Regions from separate parts of the Mus musculus genome. Here region 1 is linked to region 2. Evidence: chromatin contacts called from public promoter capture Hi-C data. All regions are on one chromosome and are shown on one strand. The core of a region is the stretch at or near the end of the contact, and the rest is flanking DNA. Distances in the headings are between cores, read along the strand shown. Region 1 holds the start of Inmt (indolethylamine N-methyltransferase). Region 2 overlaps Plekha8 (pleckstrin homology domain containing, family A (phosphoinositide binding specific) member 8).

Evidence for each region. Promoter capture Hi-C pulls out the DNA fragments that hold promoters and counts their contacts.
Region 1: a promoter capture Hi-C map of liver shows a contact between it and region 2, with 4 times the contacts expected there. The contact joins the promoter of Inmt here to the enhancer-like site in region 2. A contact is called at or near these places in 8 of 39 promoter capture datasets (cranial neural crest, embryonic stem cells, hematopoietic stem and progenitor cells and 4 more), 3 of 15 datasets of contacts at CTCF or cohesin (CD8 T cells, large pre-B cells and stem cell-derived epiblast-like cells), 15 of 484 Hi-C or Micro-C datasets (CD4 T cells, cerebellar granule neurons, cerebellum and 7 more), 3 of 115 datasets of contacts at active chromatin or transcription factors (astrocytes, double positive thymocytes and embryonic stem cells) and 2 of 9 other capture datasets (adipose tissue and embryonic stem cells).

What each region holds. Positions count from the first base shown.
Region 1 is chr6:55,172,381-55,179,785 of GRCm38.p6, reverse strand. It overlaps Inmt (indolethylamine N-methyltransferase), which reads left to right and starts at 4,796. Exons shown (of 3, transcript NM_009349.3): 1 at 4,796-4,959; 2 at 6,293-6,500. The coding sequence starts at 4,803.
Region 2 is chr6:54,625,652-54,632,549 of GRCm38.p6, reverse strand. Plekha8 (pleckstrin homology domain containing, family A (phosphoinositide binding specific) member 8) reads right to left here. Exons shown (of 14, transcript NM_001164361.1): 10 at 3,646-3,704; 11 at 2,600-2,730; 12 at 1,976-2,046. Among named protein-coding and RNA genes, the nearest start is that of Gm34249, 28 kb to the left of the region's middle. Within about 2 kb of position 3,944, at least 4 of the 459 cell types and tissues checked have an H3K27ac peak or open chromatin away from gene starts, as enhancers often do. A contact at or near this core is called in liver, where this site is marked.

The sequences.
Region 1 (7,405 bases), core at 3,547-6,046, 550 kb before region 2:
CTTGGCCACAAATGGAGCAGAAATGCATCAGCCATGTGGAGGTTCAGGCCTGCTACCCTTGGAGGACAGGAATGTTTGGCTCCAGTTTACACAAACAAACAGTTCTGACTCTGTAAGACCAAACAGCCTGGGGCCACCGCTAAAGCAGGGTCATCCGGCAGTCACTCATGCAGCCTCCAAGGAGGCAGGACACTGCTATACGCTCATGTTTTACAATTCAAAGGGGTGTTTAATAAAGAGATTGGGCTAGCTAATTCTATGTCAACTTGACACAGGCTAAAGTTGCCTAAGAGGAGAGACCCTCCATTGAAAATAATGCCTCTGTAAGATGGGGCTGTAGGCAAGCCTATAAGGCATTTATTAATTGTGATCAGTGGGGCAGGGCCCAGACAATTGTGGGAGAAGCCACCCCTGGGCTAGTGGTCCTGGGTTCTATAAGAAAGCAAGCTGACCAGCCATGAAGAGCAAGCCAGTCAGCAGCACCCCTCCATGACCTCTGCGTCAGCCCCTGCCTCCAGGTTCCTGTCCTTTGAGATCCTGCTCTGACTTCCTTAAGTGATGAATGGATATGGAATTTTAAGCAAAATAAACCCTTTCTTCGCCAAGTTGCTTTTGCTCATGGTGTTTCATCAAAGCACTAGGAACTCTAAGACAGAGGCAGTGCTAACCAAGGGCTTTGGCTGAGGTCTTGAGGTGTCTGTATTAGTCAGGGTTCTCTAGATGATCTAAGAACTGTACATAGGAAGAGATTTGTTTTAAGATCTTAACTCACATAACTAGCAAGTTCAAGTTCAGGATGGAGCTAGCAGGCTGGAGATCCAGGCAAGAGGCCATCTGCTACAGAACACTGCCTGCTTGGGGAAGTCAGTCTGCTATCATCTGGTTGAATAAGACCCACCATGTTAGAAAAGCTACCTGCTTTACTTAAACTCTGCCACTAAAAATTTAATCTCATCCAAAACAGCATGACCCAGCCCAGTTGACACACAAAAGGAACATCACAAAAATGAGGGCTAGTATCAAAGGGTCATTATTGCCCTACACGCATATGGCTATATGGTAAAGTCTTGCACAGCCAGCAGCAAACAGCTGTAGTCCTGATCCCCACCTCCCCAGCCAGCCTCCCGCTCAGGTACTATCTGAGCTAGCTACCCAGCACCTCATCCCACTTGTGTTTACAGAATGTAAACATGGCTACACTATCCAGAGCCAATGCTGTGGGATGGATGGGACACACTGGGGTCCCCATTCATACTTCCCAGAACTTCTGTGTTTGTCCACTGTTTCAACTGGCCCCTTGATCCTCCAGAGGACTCTCCCTCTGGCTTCCACCTGCCTCCCCACCACCTTTGCCTTCTTGGTCTCTGCTGATTGGTAGAATCTACTGACTCCATCCCACTCAGAGGGGGCCCTCACGGAGGTAAGGAAATCTTCTGAGTTGGCCTCTTATGAAAAGTGTTTTTCCACATCAGAACCAGCGATGCTGAACTTAACAGCATTACAGGATGCTCATCTGGGATAAACAAAAATGTTTCCAGATATTGCCAGCAGGCCCCTTGTAGGCAAAACTGCTGCCCGATGAGAACCACACTCCCAAGGTTTCTGTTTCTACTGGGACAGTTTCTGACCCTTTAAAGAACATGGAGCTACAAGAAATCATACTCAGGAAGACCCCTGCCATAATTTTAAGCAAACAGGCAAATTTCACGCTACCTATGCAGATAATGAGGCCACCTGAAAATTCAGTGAATGAGGAAAGACTCGGTGTCACACCATGTGAGCAGCCACACTCAGCCTGCATCCCCTGCCATCCTGCCTGGGCCTGTGGAGAGAGAATCCTGCCAGGAAGAGGAAGCCCAAAGAAAGACCTGCTTTCCCAACAAACCCCACTTCACTCCAAATCCCAGAACCAGGGTTCAATATCTTCTCACACACCATCACCCTGAACAGTTTCCCAAACCCTGAATGGAAGGAAGTCACCTCAAAGAGAAAGGAAAACCTCAATTGTTTTCATGTTTTCTTAGAAGGAAATTAAGCAGATACTGATCCTAAAAAAATTTCAAAGGTAAAAATAAAACAACATGGAAATTCTCTGCTTAAATTATCTGTACTAAACGTTTTCAAGCCTTGACTTGAAACTTTAAACTCACGTATGAAAAAACCCAATCAAAAGCCAGACCAAAATCACCAATTCTATTCATTACTGCAGTTGTAAGAATTTCAATTGTTGGACACCGGGGGGCGCCACTAACATATTCACATAGCTGCACAGACACTTGTGGGCACAGGGAGGAATGGATCTTTGAACAAAAGCTCAGTCTCAAGTGTCAGGGGTGGATGTGAGAAACCCTAGATACATGTCACACCTTCAGTGTCTCCACTCATGTTAACTCACTAGGATTTAGCTTCCTTCAATCGATTTTAAATAAGTTTGAGTAGGCGACTAATCGCATTTTCTGTAACTGCACGACAGCAGTGCAGCACCGTTGTCATGACGTAGAAACAGAGTTCAGGCTCTGTGAGTCCCAGGAGAGGGGGCAGTTGTGCCTTCCACAATGACAGGATGAGAATGACAATGACAGATGGGTTTACATCCTGTGGAGATGGTTCCCCGAGCTCCAGGAAGCCCGAGAGAAAATGATCACCTTCCATTCTGAGTGGCAGGGCTCATTCTTCTGGCTTGAAACATAGTGTCTGGGGCCATGATGGAGATCCAGGGACAGGATCAATCACTGGGAGTGATTGATTCCCTGAGCTTATAAGGCAGTGTGTGAGCAAGTCCATGAACCACCCAACTGAAGGTCAGAGAGCCTGAAGGATGATGAGCAGGGTGAGGCTGGGGCTGAGTCTGTGTTCCCACTTTGGGCGTGAATCTGGGGCCTCTGCTGCTGACAGCGACCTGGGGCATCACATTGCCCACTTCCTTGTTGTTGAGGGGGCAGATACCTTGCAGGTTGTTGTGAAAAAGCCAGGAGACCCCTGTCACATAGTAGGCAATCAGTGTCATGAACTTTCCCCACTGTGGCATGCCCATCCTCCCAACGTTTGCCCCTGGGAACCCACTCTGAAGTTTGCTACCCAGACACTCTCACCCTTGGATGACTTAGAAAGAGATGAGGCAAGTGTGTGTGTGTGTGTGTGTGTGTGTGTGTGTGTGTGTGTGATCACTGCAGACTCCCTTACAGCAGAGTAAGAGTCTACACAGCCTCTGTCCATTTTCCCTTTGCAGTAGCAGGTCTAGTTGGTTATTTTTTCCAACCTAACACACACTAGAGTCACCTGGGAAGAGAGATCCTCAAGTGAGGAGTGACCTTCATCAGACTGGCCCGTGAGTGTTTCCTTAATTAATGACTGATGTGGGTGAGCCCCGTGTTCTGCGGGTGGTGTCACCCCTTAGCCAGCAGGCTAAGCAAACCATGGAGGGCAAGCCAGTGAGCAGTGGTCTTTCAATGTCCCCACCTCTACTCCTGCTTGAGCTCCTGCCCTGCCCTTCCTCAGTGACAAACTGTGGTCAGGAGGTGCAAGTCAAATAAACCCTTTCCTTCCCAGGTTGCTTTGGGTCATGGTTGTTTACCAAAGCAAAAGACGGCAAACTGGGGCATCATTTTTCAAAGCAACCAGACCAGACCACAGCAGATCTAAGTGAGCTGATGATTCTGGGGGCAGAGGACAAGATGCACATGTGCACACACGTGGATGTGGATGGGTGGCGCTCTGTGCAGTGTTGTGACACGTTTTCAATTGTTTGTCCAAATACAGGGCTTGGCAACACACAGGCCTAGTGATTTGGGGAGGTGCTGTCAAAGTTTACTCCCGAGCATAAGAAAAAGAAAAGGAAGAAAGAAAGAAAGAAAGAAAGAAAGAAAGAAAGGAAGGAAGGAAGGAAGGAAGGAAGGAAGAAAGAAAGAAAGAAAGAAAGAAAGAAAGAAAGAAAGAAAGAAAGAAAGAAAGAAAGAAAGAAAGAAAGAAAGAAAACATTAAGCCAAATGAGAAAACAAGACTTAAACCTTAAACCGCTGGGGAATCATTAACTCAGTTAAAGATAAGCTGTTTACAAAGGCAAGTTCACTGAGTGTAGAATAGCAGAGAGATTTGAAGATCTCTGGTCCTCCTACTTCCCCAGCCTGGGGAGCACTTCTGTTCTGGTTCTTGTTTTATTTGCCTTATCAAAGATGAAGCCCAGGGGCCGTGAATGTGTTGGCTGGGAGCCTGGCCCTGTGTCTCCACCCTCTACTCTTAACCCCATGAGTGAAGCATCCCTAATGAGACCCTCATCTCTTTGGTCTCTGCCTCTTTCTCTTTGTCTGTCTGTGTACCTCTGTCCCTATGTAATTCTCTCTCTGTCTCTCTCTCTCTCTCTCTGTCTCTCTCTCTCTGTCTCTCTCTCTCTCTCTGTCTCTCTCTGTGTCTCCATATATATATCTGTCTCTGTCTGTCTCTGTCTGTCTGTCTCTCTCTCTCTCTGTCTCTCTCTCCTGATCCCAGTTGTCCACATGCCACCCTAGAGGGCCAGGGATGAGAGCTTCAGGGCCCAGTGACCCAGGACAGGACTGGAGGCCCTCTAGCATTCTCTTGCTTCATCACAAAAATCAAATCCAGCCAGGAATCTAGCATTCTCTTGCTTCATCACAAAAATCAAATCCAGCCAGGAATCTGACACCTGCACTCTGAAACCATCTCCAGGGACCCTAGCTCCTCCCTGAGAAGGGAGGTCTTATAAAAAGATTATAAAAGGCATGGTGGGAAGGAGTGAGCATTCAGTAGGGGCAAAGGAGTCTGGACAGCTGTGTGGGCTGGCTAGAATGGAGGGCAAGGTATACATAGGAGGTGAGGACTATGAAAAAGAGTTCACTCCCAAAGACTACCTGACCACCTACTACAGCTTCCACTCTGGCCCTGTGGCAGAGCAGGAAATCGTAAAGTTTAGCCTGCAGAACCTCTACCAGACCTTCTCTACAGGTGAGTGGCTGAGGTCTCCCTGGGGAGGGGCTGGAACCATGCCAACAGGGAGAGCTTATTCTGTATATACAGATGCTACAGAGGTGACTGGTCTGAAGGCCCACAGGGCCCATAGATGGCAATGTGTGCAGATCCAGAAGAGCCATGCCTCAGGAGTGAAGAACTTGCCTTGCACCCATGATCAGCCTCAGTAGCTACACTCGTAAGCTTTGAGGGGTATACCCAGATTTGTGGAGCTCCTAGGCCCATGCTGAGAGAAGTGACATAGGACTGGGCACCAAGGCTACTTTTCCCTCTCCTCTTGCCAGAGGCCTTCCAGAAAGCTCTGCAGCCTTTTTGGAACCTTGAGTCTCTCTGAAAAAAATCCCTGATGAAAATTCTTCCCTGTAAACATGCATACAAGTTTCCATGATTTGCCCCCAATGTCTAAGGGCAGACTAAGGCTAGGGAGGGACAGGGGTGGCCAGTCAAAGTCAGAGAGCTAATAGTAACAGCAGCAAGAATGAATCATAAGACTTCAAGTGACCCAGCACTAATGGGGAGAGTGTGTTCTGTGTGACCCTGGAGGTCACTCAGTGTACTCCCCCACAAAAGCCTTCTTAGCCAGACATTCGGTGCCAAGGAACGGGTAGCAAGGAACAACCTCAGAATACAGAGGGAAGAAAGCCTGGTGCTGCTGGAGAAAGCTGGGGTATAGAACAGACTTCAGTCCTTGGCAGAGGCATGGTAGGTATAAAAGGAGACTGCAGAAGGGAGAGGGCAGGCTGAGAGGGCATACCCGGGGTGGGGGGTGGAGGTACACTGAGCAACTGACCTCCAGGGTCACACAGAGCACATTCTCCCCATTAGTGCTGGGTCACTTGAAGTCTTAGGCTTTATTCTTGCTCGTGTTACTATTAGCTCTCTGCCACACTTTCTTCTGTGTGGCTGCCTTTCCTAGAAAATCAGAAGGGCTCTTAAGAACTAGCTGGTGTCCTTCTCAGCCTTTATCCCAGACCCTGCCACTCTACCAATTCCCCCAATTTTCTAAATCCAATGTTCTTTGAAGTTAGCCTATGCCAACTGATTAGAGAGAGAGAGAGAGACAGTAATCCTGAATTTATCTGGAAGACCAGACATACCTCCCAGGCCTCCACTAGTATCCTGGGTCATGGGGAGGCAGTTAAGAATGTCAGCTGTTTCCCACCCCCGGCATTGCTCCCCACTCCTGTCAATGTACAGCCCAGAGGCAAGGGGTTGCTCCCCTTCCCAGCTGGCGAATCCTAAGGTGGTTTGGAGTCACTCAGCAGGATGTGAGGTCAGGGTGCGGAGACCTGCCATGCTATCTCCCCAGGAGGTGTAGGGGGCGACGTCCTGATCGACATTGGCTCTGGCCCTACCATCTACCAGCTGCTTTCAGCATGCGAGGTCTTCCGGGAGATCATTGTCACTGACTACACCCCGCAGAACCTGCAGGAGCTGCAGAAGTGGCTGAAGAAAGAGCCAGGAGCCTACGACTGGTCCTCCATAGTGCAACATGCATGTGAGCTGGAGGGAGACAGGTACCTGCAAGTGGTTCCATTTTGTCCACCCACCTCATCCTTCTCAGATAAGGCCCTTTTGTGGCTCAGACAGCTCAGGAACTCACCACTCACCTCACTTTCGTCCTGGCCTTCCTTAACCTCGTGAACCTATAACATTCCCTCTGGGTCAGTCCCTCCTCCAGCCCTAATGCTGCCCCAAACCATCTGGCCCTACTCTCCCTTTCTTTGTATCTGCTCAACCCAGGTGCGGTACCAGCTTCTATGTCACCTCCTCCAGGAAGTCCTGCTGACTGTCCAGCTCATACCACCCCTACTCTGCTCTGGAAACTGGTTCAGTGTCTCCTTTGATGTTGGGGGACACACTTGTGGAAAGCCAGGCCATGGGGTGTACCCTACATGTATCCCCTCAGCATTGTGGCAAAGCACAGAGACCAATAGCAGTGACCTTCTGCAGGTCCTGCGTCACTTGGGTTCACAGAGGGTATATGCCACAACTGGAGCTGCAAGGGTCAGTAATTCTGACCTTGTCCTACAGATGGGGAAACTGAGGCCCTGGCTTAGAGAGGGTCCTCTAGCCATCCTTAGAGCAGAGTAGAAACAGGTTAATGTTTCTGTCCTGAAATATTGGAACAGAGGACTGACTCTGTTACAGTTCAGAACAGTCTACAGAGGTCATGGTTTGAGGGACGCTAACTATAGGGGCCTTGGAGATAGTCCCATCTGGGTTCCATGAATCAAGCACACACACAGCCAAGCGGAGGGAGCCCCAGGGAGCTCCTGTTACATGGGAAAACAGCTACCATCATGCTAGACGGAGAGAGGTAGTGGGAGGTGGGAAGTGGGAGGAGAGGCTTCGGCAGGGACAAGAGGGCAAGGGTCTGGGCTAGAGGTGACCTCTCTTGTAGTTGAGGTGAGGGAACAGG
Region 2 (6,898 bases), core at 2,695-5,194:
TCAAAGCAAATTCCAGAAGTAAAGACATAGTTTTATACATATACTCTTTTACCTACATTTCTACCTTAACTCAAGTCAGACAAGATAGCAGGCTCCACTTCAGAGACTGTTGTTTTTAACAAACAGGCAAAGCCACTGTCCCAGAAGAAATCTGCATCAAGGAGCCTTTGGGGTCTGAACATCTTTATGTAAATGTCCTCTTAAGGCCACGTTTGTCATGGGTGAGCAAGCCTGCCTGGGGTGCCTATGAGCCTTAGCATGCACCGCCAGACCAGAGCTCATAGAGCCTGGGTCTGTGACAGGCTTCTCCAGACTCCTGCTGAACACTGGCATTTATACTTCCGAGGGAATTCAGAGAGTGAGGAGAATTTGTGAAGTGTTTATCAGGAATGGAAGAGGATCAGAGGAAGTATGGGATGGAAATGGCAAAATACAACGTAGGCAGGAAACAGCACACGTACACAAGTAGGCAGGAAATAGTCAAAGAATTGAAAATGAAATCCCATCTGTTGACATAGTCTTGCAGCCATGTCTGATGAGGGGATGGCTAGGGTAAGTGCATTACTTCTTCACACTGAATGGCAGTGGAAACCAGGGTTATTACTAAGACATCATTTTAAGAAGAAGCCTGAGTGTCAGAATGGAACTTTAGAACTCATAGAACAGCACCAAAGGGAGGATGGGGAAGGGAGAGCAGAGCCAACGCTGGCTATGATAATTTAGTCATAGAGCAACATCTGTCCTCCCTAGTTTCTCTTCACAGAGTCAACATCTTCTGGGTCCTGTCTGTAGATCAAGGGCTGGGTGAGTGTGTAGCTTGTGGGCAGAGTGCTTGCCTGTTGTAAATGTAACGTTTATTCTCCTGATGTAACTGTTGTTTCTGAGGCGCCCTCTGTCTGCTAATGTATGCCTAGCCCTGGAAGCTTCTAGCTCATACAATCTTATCTAGGCCTAGAATGCTTTCAGTCTCTGAAGATGCCCCCTTGGAAACTGAAAAAAGTACCACCCTCTCCAAAGCAATGGAATTAACTTATTTTTCTGTTTATAACCATGGCTACTTAGTGTCTGACTTTGTCTCAACACTGCAAAAATCCAGGCTTTAGAGTAACAAGATTTCCACTCCCTCCACATACTCCAAGACTTAGGCTAGGCCTGCTGTGGTGGGATACACCTGCATTCCAGTACCTAAGAGATTAAGTGTTGGAGGTCAACCTGGGCTATATATACTGTGACACCCTATCTCAATAACACCAAACTAATGTGATTTCCACAGGTCTGGAGTGAGAACTCAGCCATGTTGTTATCAGTACACTGTGAGGATGCTACGAAGTCTAGCTTCATAGCATAGATGCATCAACGCACAACCCACATAGCAGTATTTATTTAGTAAGCACCTACATGCTATAATTACAGCACCGTGCTGGAGATACAGCTCAATCTCCTCTTACAAAGGCCTTTCTTGCAGTCTTGGCTCTGTCACTACAAGATGGACATGTGGAACAATGCAGGATGGCAGGTGGCCCCTGATCTCACTCCACAGCAACTCCCCATGAGTTCCCTGTCCACCTTCTTTCATGTGCTCTAAACTGAGCTTCTCTTCAAATATGGACTCCGATAGACTAATTTAGAAGAACTCATCTCATGTGGGTTAGGATGATACTCAGATCTTTAACACATCAGACCTAGCTGACCCGGGCACTGCACAGACCCCTAGCTCCCCTCCCTCTACTCCTTCCTTCTTATGACAAGGGATCACACTCAGGGACTCATACATGCCAGGTAAACCACATGCATCATCAGTCCTTATAGAGCCCTATTAAGAAAGCATAGAAGAAGCAGTGAATACAAGTGAAATTAATTTAAAAAGAAAAAAAAATAAACTCAAAGTAGAAATGTCTCCATATACTCTGTCCCATTTCCAGGGTTGCTATCTCAAGTCTAATTGCAGATCTATCAGAATATGAGGCACACTTACTCAGTGCTGTCTGGATATCCTTTTCTCCATTCTTCACTTCTGTCAAAAATCCCTTTAGAAATTTGAGACCTCTAAAATTAAAGAGAGGAAAAAATATTATTTTCAAAGTTCATCTCAGTATCTCAGGCAAGGTAGGGAGAGGGCAGGACAGACAGACATCCTTCCTGACCAGCTTCCCTGCCATTTCTATTAGAAAGTTCTGGACACTCCCCTCACCCTCTCTGCCATCTCTGAAACATTTTTCAAATTATGGTGCTCTAGCATTAGTATCATCTAGAATTCATGAAAAATGAAAATTCTAGAGCCCCACACCAGACTTAGCAGTCCAGAGACTCTGGTTCTGAGTTCAGTGTTTTCCCAGGCTTTGCCATCGAAGCAGAAAGCTGCTCATTTAAGAGAACCTCATTGGCTCTCCAGCCTAAAACTCTGATCTTACAAATACTACCAATATTACCAACATGTATTACTATGGGGCCAATGCTTGGCTCAGCAGACTTCCCACAGAAGGTTACAGCTTTGGTCACAGCCTCTCTGAAAGGCACGGGTGGTGTGAGCTGTGAGCATTCCAGCTGAGCTGAGCTGAGCCTGAGCTGGGTGAGCAATCCAGCTGACTCCACCTCTTACCTCTTCAGCCACAAGAGGGCTTCCGTCGCCGAGTTCCTAACCTGAGCGACGTCAGCCTCCACCTCATGCAGCACTATCTTCTGGAGGGTAGTAAACTCTTCCTTGTTGGTTATGTACTTCTGATTTACCTTCTGGAAACAAAACAAAACAAAACAGGGCAACTGTGGCAGCTGGAAACTGTGACATCACCAGTACCGTCAGTACAGAATTCAAATCTACAAGCAACAAGACTTCTAGGAGACCAAAGTCAACTTGACTATCTTTCTTGTTTTTAGGGTAATGTATTTTAAAAATTCCAAAAATTCTGTGAGCTTTAACAAACTCCAAGAGTCCCAAGCTTTAAGCATCATTCTTGGGGTACCATTGCCTCCCTTAGAAACTGTCTTCTGTTTCAAACTACTTCTCATCCTGAGCATGCACACACGCGCACGCACACACACAAACCCATCACTTGTATGAGTGAGAGCCCATGTACTTCTTTCTCTCTCTCTCCTAACGTCCCAGGAACGGTACTCACAGAACTTCCTCAACACATCACACCTAGTGATGAGTACTGTGTTTTATTTTATTTTATTTTATTCTAGAGACAGGTTCTCTCTACCCAGCCCTGTTGCCCTGGAAACTCAATCTGCAGATAAAATTGTCTTTGAATGCTCAGAGATCTTCCTGCTTCTGCCTCCCACGTGCTGAGATTTGCATGTGCCACTATGCCTGGCTTAAAAAGAGATTTAATTCACAAGTGCTAGATGTAATATACACAACTTTCACTTTTCTGGGAAGGAGGTTGAGAGTTCCTATTGTTGATGGCCCCACAGCTAGCTGTACCAGGAATTTGGTCTTCTGTATCCCAGACAAATGATAGCTATTGCCAACCAACATAGTTTTTTTTTATTATTGTTTAACCCCAAAATGCATATACTCATTGCTGACATGGCTCCCCACTGATCCAGTGGTCAGCCTACTAAAGGCTTGCCTCTCCTGCATAGCAGTTATTCCTCTACTCAAACTTCCCAGTGTGAATGATTCCCCCTCTCCTTTATATTCACCTTAATATTTCCAACAAGATCCATCTTAACAGGAGCAAACACTGTGGGACCAAGTTTGTCTGAAAAAAAAAAAAAGGATCAAAAACAATTCTGAAAAAGGTTTTGTTTTTTTTTAATTTAGGAAACATATATTATTATACTAGAAAATATTTTTATCATAATAATACATTTAGAAGCTATTTTCCCCAATATTACTCTGACTTCTGGACTTGGTCATCAGCTTTCTATCTCACTGCTTTGAGATGTGTCTCTGTGACAAGGGCCTACGTGGCAGGTCTGATGAAAGCACCTCTCATCGATTTAGAGTGTTCATTTGAAAGGCTGGTACACTGCCCAGTGTGGCAGCAACAGATGTGTGACTATTTAGTACTTTCAATGTTGCAAAGTCCAAACTGAAGTGAATTGTAAGCCTAAAATACCTATCGGTTTTTAAAGATGTAGCACCAAAGGAAAAATGCAGAAAATCTCACTAATGGCTCTCTACCCTGACTCCATGTTTATGACATTTTAGATATGCTGCTATGTAAGATACATTAATTTTTATTTTGCTATATTAATGTATCTTCTATAAACTTATATTACATTACTGATTTGACTATACTCCTAACTTTATATAATTTTAATTATTTATATTTACTAAACATAAATTTTACTTTTAAGGCATAGCATAAAAACAGAAGAGAAGGGCTGGAGAGATGGCTCAGCGGGTAAGAGCACTGACTGCTCTTCTGAAGGTCCTGAGTTCAAATCCCAGCAACCACATGGTGGCTCACAATCATCCGTAATGAGATCTGATGCCCGCTTCTGGGGTGTCTGAAGACAACTACAGTGTACTTACATATAATAATAAATAAATCTTTAAAAAAAAAACCAAAAGAACAAAATAAAAATAAAAGTTAAAGAAAAAAAACAGAAGAGAAAAAAAATAAATTCTAAAAATTATCTGATTGATCGTTTTTAAGAAAAGGTAGAAAATGATGCAGCTAAAAAGAACCCCAAATAGGAAATAAAACAGTGTGCTAAAGAACAACGGCTTCATTGGCCCTAAGACAGGAAATGAGAATTAAAAGAGGAAAAAAAGAAAACAGAAAATAGGTAAAGAATATAGAAATACAGCAAAACAGGAGTGAATGAATGTAAAGAACATAACTCATTATATAGGCAATTACCAGAAAAACATAAATTTCAATAGCTGCAAAAAAAGCATTTTAATAAAATTATCTGATTCATGACTGTGATGGTTTGTATATTCTTGGACCAGGGAGTGGAACCATCTGGAGGTGTGGCCTTGTTGGAATAGGTGTGTCACTGTGGGTGTGGGCTTAAGCCCCTCACCCTAGTTGCCTAGAAGTCAGTCTTCCACTAGCAGCCTTTAGATGAAGATGTAGAACTCTCAGCTCTGCCTGCGCCATGTCTGCCTCGATACTGCCATGTTCCCACCTTGATGATAATGGACTGAACCTCTGAACCTGTAAGCCAGCCCCAATTAAATGTTGTTTTTATAAGACTTGTCTTGGTCATGGTGTCTGTTCACAGCAATAAAACCCTAACTAAGACAATGACTATAAGAACAACCACCAGCATACAACAATCAATGTATCTACATATATTTATGCTACATATGTAAATAGCATCAAACCCATAAAGTCCAAAATTTATTCCTAATAAAACACAGTTATACGTTAACATTAGAGAAAATAAAAATGACTAAAGTATATGCATCAAATACATAACACACATATATATCATACTCATGGACTAGGAGATATAATGTTGTGAATGACATTAATTTTCCCCAGATTGGGCTTACAAATTCAATGTATGCAGCTTTAATAAAAACCCCAGTGGCCCTTTAATAGGAAATTTAAAACTAAAATTATACAGATCTGCAAAGGACCTAGAATTTCCAAAACAATCATGATAAGGAACAAAATTGTGAGTCTTGAGATTCTAAGGAAATACAAACAAATCCTGGGGTCAGGAAAGAGACCATTTATAGGCCTGAAGGTTCTGGAGCAGATAGCCAGAGCAATGTAAGAGGAGAAATAACGGTGGTTGCTTTTCTTGACAAATGGTCCTTAAATAACTAGACTGTGATGAAGACAAAACAACCCTCAATCCCAGCATCGCAATGCACGCATGAAGTAATTCCAGCATGGACTACGGCTGAGGAGATGGCTCAGTCTGTAAAGTCCCCACCTGACAAGAGTGAGCACCCAAGTTCAATCCCTAGCGCCCATGGATGGAGGAGGGGCCTCAGACATGGTGTCATAGGCCCAGTGTCTCAAACATGGGAGGGACCCTGGGAGGAAGACACAGGAAGATCCTTGGGCCCTCTGGCCAACCAGCCTAGCCTACATGCTTAGCTATAGGCCAGTAAGAGACTTTGTCTCAAAAAAAAAAAAAGGTGGCTGGCATAAGGAAGACCACCCAAGACCGTCCTCTAGCCTCTGCATACGCACACTTAATGCACACGCACACACAGCTGTACATGCATGATCAATGTAAAATTAGAAATCTAGAAAAAACATGAGAGTATCTTTATGACCCTTGATTAAAAGTAACTTTAAGACAACTAAAAACATTAACACAAAAGTCAAGTTTGTCAACATTTGAAACTTACTTTTCAAAAAACAGATTTATAAAAAGATAAACTAGGGGGCTGGTGAGATGGCTCAGTGGGTAAAGCACCCGACTGCTCTTCCGCAGGTCCAGAGTTCAAATCCCAGCAACCACATGGTGGCTCACAACCATCTGTAATGAGATCTGACTCCCTCTTCTGGAATGTCTGAAGATAGCTACAGTGTACTTACATATAATAAATAAATAAATCTTTTAAAAAAAAAGATAAACTATAAACAGGAAAGTGAGAGTCTGAAGGAAAATATCTGTGATGCATATCTATAATGGGATTTTACCTGGAATATTTAAAGAATTTTCAAAATTCAATAACAGAGCCATCCTTAGTAATAGCACTCCAAGTAATAAAATGAAATCAATCAACTTTAAACCTGGGCCAGATTTGGAGAGACATACAACAAAAAATACTGGCCAAGAACTGTATGATAATGTACTCAATATCGTGGTAGCTGGTAAATTAAAGCTCCAATGAGGGCCACTGAATATGAGAAAGGCCTAAGCCCAACTCCCTACAGCAGCGAGTGAGAAGAGGGGAAGCAACGAGAACCCAGCACATAACAACTGTGAGTGCAACTGCGCATGTGACAGACATTCCCGCAGGCCATGCTATCAC